Linked DNA regions of Cricetulus griseus: region 1 is linked to region 2. Evidence: chromatin contacts called from public Micro-C data. All regions are on one chromosome and are shown on one strand. Each heading gives the region's core, a stretch centred on a gene start, on an enhancer-like site or on the middle of the called end of the contact. The rest is flanking DNA. Distances are from core to core; before and after follow the strand shown. Region 1 has its middle 160 kb from the start of Lrch2. Region 2 holds the start of Pls3 (plastin 3).

Region 1 (3,389 bases), core at 555-3,054, 210 kb before region 2:
TTGATATTGTGTGTCTTCTAAAACAAGAGCAGAACAGGTCGTGAAACTCCTGTTGAATGCTCTTGGGACCCTTGTTCAGGAAAAAGACCAGAAGTCAATGTAGAGATATTCCATTTCCATCAAGCCATCTTGTGGAGGATGAAGCCCTTTGGAACTCCAGGCCAACCCTTTATCAGCAGAGTACTACAGAGTGACCCTAGCTATAGTGTAGGGATCAGAGCAAACCAATTCTTAGTTCCCCGGATGATGGGCTATGATCAAAGCTTTGCTTTATTTCACTAAGTCTGGGAGGATAGCTTTCCTTGTTGTAATACAGTCACAGATGATTGGGAATGTAGTCCTTTGGAAACATGTTGAGATTTAATGGCTGTTGTTGATAGTTCGAGGTAGGACAAGGCAGTCCCTTTAAGAGGTGCTCAGGACTCTACCGCTTGCATAGATTAATTCATTCCTGGACTAATGAGTTTAGGTCTCATACTGCCTTGGAAGTCTACTAGCAAGAAGGCTGATGATACAGACCTACAGTACCCACTACCCAGGAAGCTGAGGCAGGAGGATCACAAGTTCACAGAATGCCCAGACCATTTAGCAAGTCCAACTCAAATTGAAACAAATAGTTTTTCTCTTTTGTTTTTGTTTTTTGAGACAGGCTTTCTCCCTGTAGCCCTGACTGTCCTGGAATTCACTCCATAGACCAGGCTGACCTCAGTCTCAGAGATCTGCCTGCCTCCTGAGTGCTAGGACTAAACGCATGTGCCACTACCACGCTGTTAAATTGTTTTTTCTTTAGAGAATGAAAAGAAGGACAGAAGGACAGATGAACAAATTAACCTGGATTTATAGTTCATGCCAGAGCATCTGCCTGTCATTTGCAAGACCCTAACTACAATCTACATCGTGGCATCACTAATTACAGGTGCAAAGAAGGAAGACTGTCACCAGCTATGAAGTTTCAACCTTAGACCACAACCAGCAGCCAAACTGAGCCTCCTGTCTTAACTTACCCAGTCTCTATGTTACCGTAACTATCAACAGAAAATAGGGATGGTGGTGAAACTCAGCAATGCAGCATGCATTAAGCTCTAAGCCAGATGCCCAAGGCCAACAACAACAAAATTAATAACAGAAAGTAGAGAATAACAGAACAGGAGACTAACTGGCATGCACAGATAGTCGTCGAAGCCAAATAATGACTATACCTAAGCTCATCATAGCATTCTTCCTACTTTTTCATATATGGATGCTTCTATAATAAAAGATTTGAAAACACAGAAAACTATACAAAATACTGAAATTATTAGTAGTAGCCGGTGATTATTTTCACTGTAATGGACATTTTCCAGCATTGGAGCCTCTCATTGTGAAAGGAGTGAGCTTTCCATTGAAGAGCACAACATTCAAAGTCCTTCTGGGAATCCCATTCCTCTTTTGTTCTTCTGAAGATAGTGTCTCACACTATATCCCAGGCTAGCCTGGAACTCACTATTTTGCCCTGGCTGGCCTCAAATTCTCAGAGATCCTCCTGACACTTTCCCAAAGGCTGGATTTCCAGGTGTGAACCATACACCATGCCCAGACTAGTTGTTTACTTCAAATTCCTCCCTCAGTAATTCACACACTCTAATCGTACACATTCAAGAAATGTCCCAAATACCCATTGTCCAGAAGGCAGCCTGTTGTTCCATTCCTCCATGCTACTGTCTCTTGTTTTCTCTTTTCCTCTTTTCGGGAGCATTGTCCTCATATGAGCTTCATGAATCAGCTCAGATTAACCCCCACAGGGAGCCTCTTTCTGACACATAGCAAGAGAATTTCTTCCTTCTGTTGTTAAGGCCCCTGCTCTAAACAGACTTCTGCTGAGGCATCCACACTAGTTTATTATGTTTCTGGGTGTGCCTGTCTGTTTCCCTTTACCAGACTCTGGAATCTTCAATCTCTCAAAGCTTACAGTGCAAACAGAAGAGCCAGACGACAAATAAATAAATCTGCCATTGGATTGGATTGTGATAAAGTCCCGTGAAGAGTATGATCAGGGGAGCTGGGGAGATAGTTCAGTAGGTAAGGTGCTTGGCCATTCAAACATGAGGAACAGTATTCAACTCCTAGAAACTATGCAGAAAGCCAGGGATTTTTGGTACTGGGTGCACCTGCAATGCTAGGCCTGGGAGGTGGAGAACAGAAGGTCCTGGGCATATCTTGACCAACCAGTGAGAGATTTCATCTCAAAATAATAAGGTGACGAATTATTGAGGGAGATGCCTAATGCAATTTCTGGCCTCCACACGGGCACATGTACTCAGTCACGCATAGAAACACAACACATACACAGACATAGAATCAGGAAGGAGGAAGGCTATGCTCTGGGAGAAAGAAAGAGACAATAGGTTGAGCCGGGAGGATGAGGCATTCACCTTGTTTAGCACACAGCCGGGCATATACTAGGCTGCAGTGTAAACTAAGTGAACCTTGACTCTGGAACTTCAGAAGATTCTTCTAAGGATCACAAGTGATAGCATCTGCAAAAGTGCTTTGGACCAGAGAAAGTGCAACTCAAACGCAGCTTTGTTACAGACTGTATCCTGAGAAGACAGGAGGCAGCATTCTCTCTTTCATCAGAGTCAATTTCTGCAGACAGGCAAATTGTGCCTCCACCAAGTGGATCCAGGCATACAGTCTTCTTCCTCAACACCATTTTCCCCATTCTGTTTGGATCATCAACAGCTCCTTTAATAACATCCAGGAGGGAGCAGACACATGGCTTGTGTGGGTGTAGTTTTGGATGGAGTCCTGGGGTTGGAACATAGCCAGCTGTACATTGACTTGAAGATCCAACTGGATGATTTGGGTGGGGGGGGGCGATGCTAAGAAGAGTGGAAAATTGGGGAGGTAATTATGAGTAGGAATAGTAACTCCATGTTTGCCTCTCCATCTGTTGTGATTCTATGGCCAAGTGTTTAGTTTCCTCTTTTGGGTTCCTTTACTTCCCTGACTTAAAATATTTATTTACAGTAAGGTTAGAAAAGAATTGGCATGTATTCATCAGCTACTGTGTAAAAGACAGGATGGCATGTGCTTTTACAACATGAAGGACACAATTTCAGAAGTCAGAAGGCCTAGACTAGTACCCTTCACATCATAATCCATGAATCCAAAGTATCTAGACACTTTATGTTCAACATAATACTTCTCAACTGAAATTACTATTACACAGAAATGATAGATCACCAGACTGTGTGCGCGCAGTGTGTACTTTCTATTCCCAGTTCTCCCTGTGTAAGGAGGGTGGCAGAAGGCGAATTGATATCATTCTCTGGGACCCGGGCCCATCTGTCTATGAGGGTGTAGACTACAAAACAGAAAAGATTTTCAAGCCGAGTTTCTGTGGGAAG
Region 2 (3,340 bases), core at 132-2,631:
GTGTTTGTATGTGTATGTGCGTGTGTGATTGTGTGTGTGTGCGTGTTTGTGTGTGTGTGTGAGCATGAATAGAAGTTAGAGAGCAGTTCTCTCCTTCCACCATTTGGGTTCAGGGGCGGAACTCAGGTGGACAGGTTTGGCAAGTGCCTTTACCCACTAAGCCGTCTGGCACATGCATCCAATTTTTAAGCTTCTCTATTTTCAAATTCTTCCCTGGAATATGTAACACAGAACGTAACTGAGCCAATTTTAATTTTTTACCAAACTTCCCAAGCACACTCTTCCTGAACAACAACGACAAAAATACTTAGGACTGGAATGGTGATGAACAGAGAAGTACTCAAGAGTTCTTTCTACTCTTCTCCTACAAACTGATTTAGACACGATTCCGGGAGACACCTTGGCCTTTGGGCCTCCGGGCTGATGTTTGGACCTAGGATGAGCCAGTGGATTGGAATACAGATATTGGGGGCAAATGTGTGTTGACAATGACAAGGAGGCAGAACTGTGAGCATAGGAGAAGATGAAATGACCCGCATGTCTCCAGGTTTTCTCAGGGCACAGGACACTGAGGAGACCTGGTAACTCTTGCTGTCCAACCAAGTGATTCTTCCAACCCTTCTGTCTTTCACCTACCTCTTACTCCTCAAGGACAAAGCTACCAGACAGGTAATTTAGGCCAACAATTTATTTGGCTGGAGCCAAATATACATGAGACTTGCCCTGACTAGGGTGAAATGGGCGTGGTGGCTCTAGGAGGTTATCCCAGTGCTAGGGGGTTGAGCCAGGGGATCACCAATTTGAGGCCAGCCTCGGCTACATAGTGTGACCTTCTCTCAAAACATATCAAGCAAAAACAAAGGGACAGTAGCTTGAGATTCCCCCTCAAAGTCCTTTGGCGCCAGGTCTGAACAGAGCAAAATGCAGTACTATACCTTCCTAATGAAGAGAAAAACTGCGCCTTCTCTCCCATAGCTGACTTAAATAAGTGACGTTCAAACACGTTCCCATATTCCCCGCTTTGCAGTTATTTCAGTATTGTTTTCTAAAACATGTATTCCAAGTCAGGCACTCAAAGTAACTTCTAACACCAGGTAGGGAGTGGAGAATCAGGCTTGCAAACACAGAGTTCCCGTTCCCAGTTCCCATCCCTCCTGAGTGCCCATCCCTGTGCCTGTTCTCTCAGCTCCCAGCCCAGTTGATGTGACAAGCTAATGGCCCAATCCCCTTCCTGGTTCCCAGGCCGCTGGTGAACACCAGCCTAGCCAATGGCTGTGGCCGCAGGGCGGAGGGGGCTGGCAGGAGGGGAGGGAGCGCTGGCTTTAGAACCACAGCTGCGGAGATTCCTAGGGCCAGAAGTTGTCTGAGTGTTTGGTGGAGAGCTGTAGAGCCAGATCCACGACTCTCGACTCTGCGACTTTATGTAAGTGCTTTGCAGCTCTGGTACAAGCGGAGCGGGTTTCCTGGGCGTGGGCAAGAGTGGGTCCTGGAGAGAGCATCTCCTGAAACCTCAGAAGGAACACGCCTTGCACCAGGGGGCGGGGGTTGGGGAAAGCGGGAGACCGAGGAAAATTTCATCTGGGGTCTGAGGCTCCAGGACGATCTTTCGCCACCAGGATGGGTGGCAGCTCCAAAGGGTTCCTTATCGCCGCCAGCTGCCTTCACTTTTTCTGCTATTTACTGTGCCTGCTCTCTAGTTGCTCTTAACTTGTTGCCCACTGCAGGCGTCCTCGGTCCGAAGCCAACCTTTACCCAGATTCCCTAAGGCAGCGACTGCCCCAGAAGTGGAAGCCCTGTGCCTAACTTCCCTCTGCCTTCCTCTCCCAGCTACTGCCATTCCCCAATCCATCCCTCCCTGCTTCCTTCTCAGCCGCTGGGAAATCCCGGAGCCCGCAGCCTACGTCGCCTCCAGCTAGTTCCCAGTCACCGCTGAGGGTGACCCAGAGGGTTCCTGAGGACCCCGTGGCTCCTTGAGGGGCGGGACGCCGAGCGGGTGTAGTGGCCCTGGGAAGGAACCTGGCCTCGGCTGGCCACCGTCTGCCTGTTCCCCTCCAGATCCTTTACCCTGAGCTTCGGGACCGTGCCCGCGTCTCCCTATGAGTAAGCAGTTTTGTGGTGTGTGTGTGTGTGTGTGTGTGTGTGTGTGTGTGTGTGTGTGTGTGTGTGTGTGTGTGTGTGTGTGTGTGTGGTGTGTGTGTGTGTGTGTGTGTGTGTGTGTGTGTGTGCGTGTGTGTGTGTGTGTGTGTGTGTGTGTGTGTGTGTGTGTGTGTGTTATCCATAGCAGAACCTCTCCAGGCTAGCCCAGAGGTACCTTTCGGTTCTCTCTCCTAGCCACACGCTGGCGGTCCGCTCCTGTCCTAACTGCTCAGGCTCTGTAACCCAGAGCTCCCGAGCTCTCCAGGCGGGCTGTGGCACTGGGGACCGCTCGGGATCCCTGGGAGGCTGAGCAAACAGGGTGGCTGGAACCCCATTCCGGGGCACAGCTGCATTTGCCTGTGTTTACTTTTCTCCACCCGCCTTACTTTAGCGACCTAATGAGAGGCCTGGGGACACAGACTACCCCCGCCCTGGCGGGTCGCCAGTCCCAAAGTTGCTGCTGCCGCTGTGCTCGTCGGTCAAGTGCTGGCGGTTCTGAATCTCCGCCTGGCTCCAGGCCCTAGCTCTAGACTGGCTGACACTTTCCATCCTGGAGACTTAATTGCTTTTCACTTGAGCTGTGTTAACTACCCCAGTGGTGCCTGACTAGCTTGAATATGAATTGGGGTGCCTAGCTATGTAGTACCAGACCTGAGGGATGCTGGCATTGCCCTTCCTGTTAGGGGTATTGGGTGGCCACAGTAGTTGGAAGATAAAGGTGAAGTTAAAACCTACTAAACAGTCAGCTTTTACTCCATTTCAATATCACTGTGTTTGAGAACCTAAAATTGATCTCTGAGATGCAGTTTACTGTGAATTGCAACTTAATGGCCGAGGTCCTACACATGCCGATTGGCACCACATGCCTTAAGTCTCTGATGCCCCTAGGGTAATGGTCACATGACCTCTTTCAACTTTAAAACTGGAATGCAATGGCTGAGGCCCATATTCTCCAAAATACCAAGACAAAAAGGGGGAGAGAGCCATGTGTGTCGGCTTCCACTGAAGGGATTTCTTGGATTTGCATGAGGGAAACAGTAAGGGATTTGTTACTGTGATTTTAAACAAAATAAAAATTAAAGAAAATATGTTAAAAATCAAAAGAGGAGCTGTTTTAAGAAAAAAAGCTTGAAATATATTTGTGCCATGACAGTTTCCTGTCTGCCTACAATTCTAGAAGGCTTTTCTATATTTTAAAAATATT

The links. A called contact is a pair of places that touch in the nucleus more often than the background predicts.
Region 1: a contact with region 2 is called in a Micro-C map of the CHO-K1 cell line, with 4 times the contacts expected there. The contact joins the enhancer-like site here to the promoter of Pls3 in region 2. A contact is called at or near these places in 3 of 8 Hi-C or Micro-C datasets (the CHO-K1 cell line and fibroblasts).

What each region holds. Positions count from the first base shown.
Region 1 is chrX:33,707,491-33,710,879 of CriGri-PICRH-1.0, reverse strand. No RefSeq gene overlaps it. Among named protein-coding and RNA genes, the nearest start is that of Lrch2, 160 kb to the left of the region's middle. Within about 2 kb of position 1,804, at least 1 of the 6 cell types and tissues checked has open chromatin away from gene starts, as enhancers often do. A contact at or near this core is called in the CHO-K1 cell line, where this site is marked.
Region 2 is chrX:33,500,550-33,503,889 of CriGri-PICRH-1.0, reverse strand. It overlaps Pls3 (plastin 3), which reads left to right and starts at 1,381. Exons shown (of 16, transcript NM_001246802.1): 1 at 1,381-1,423.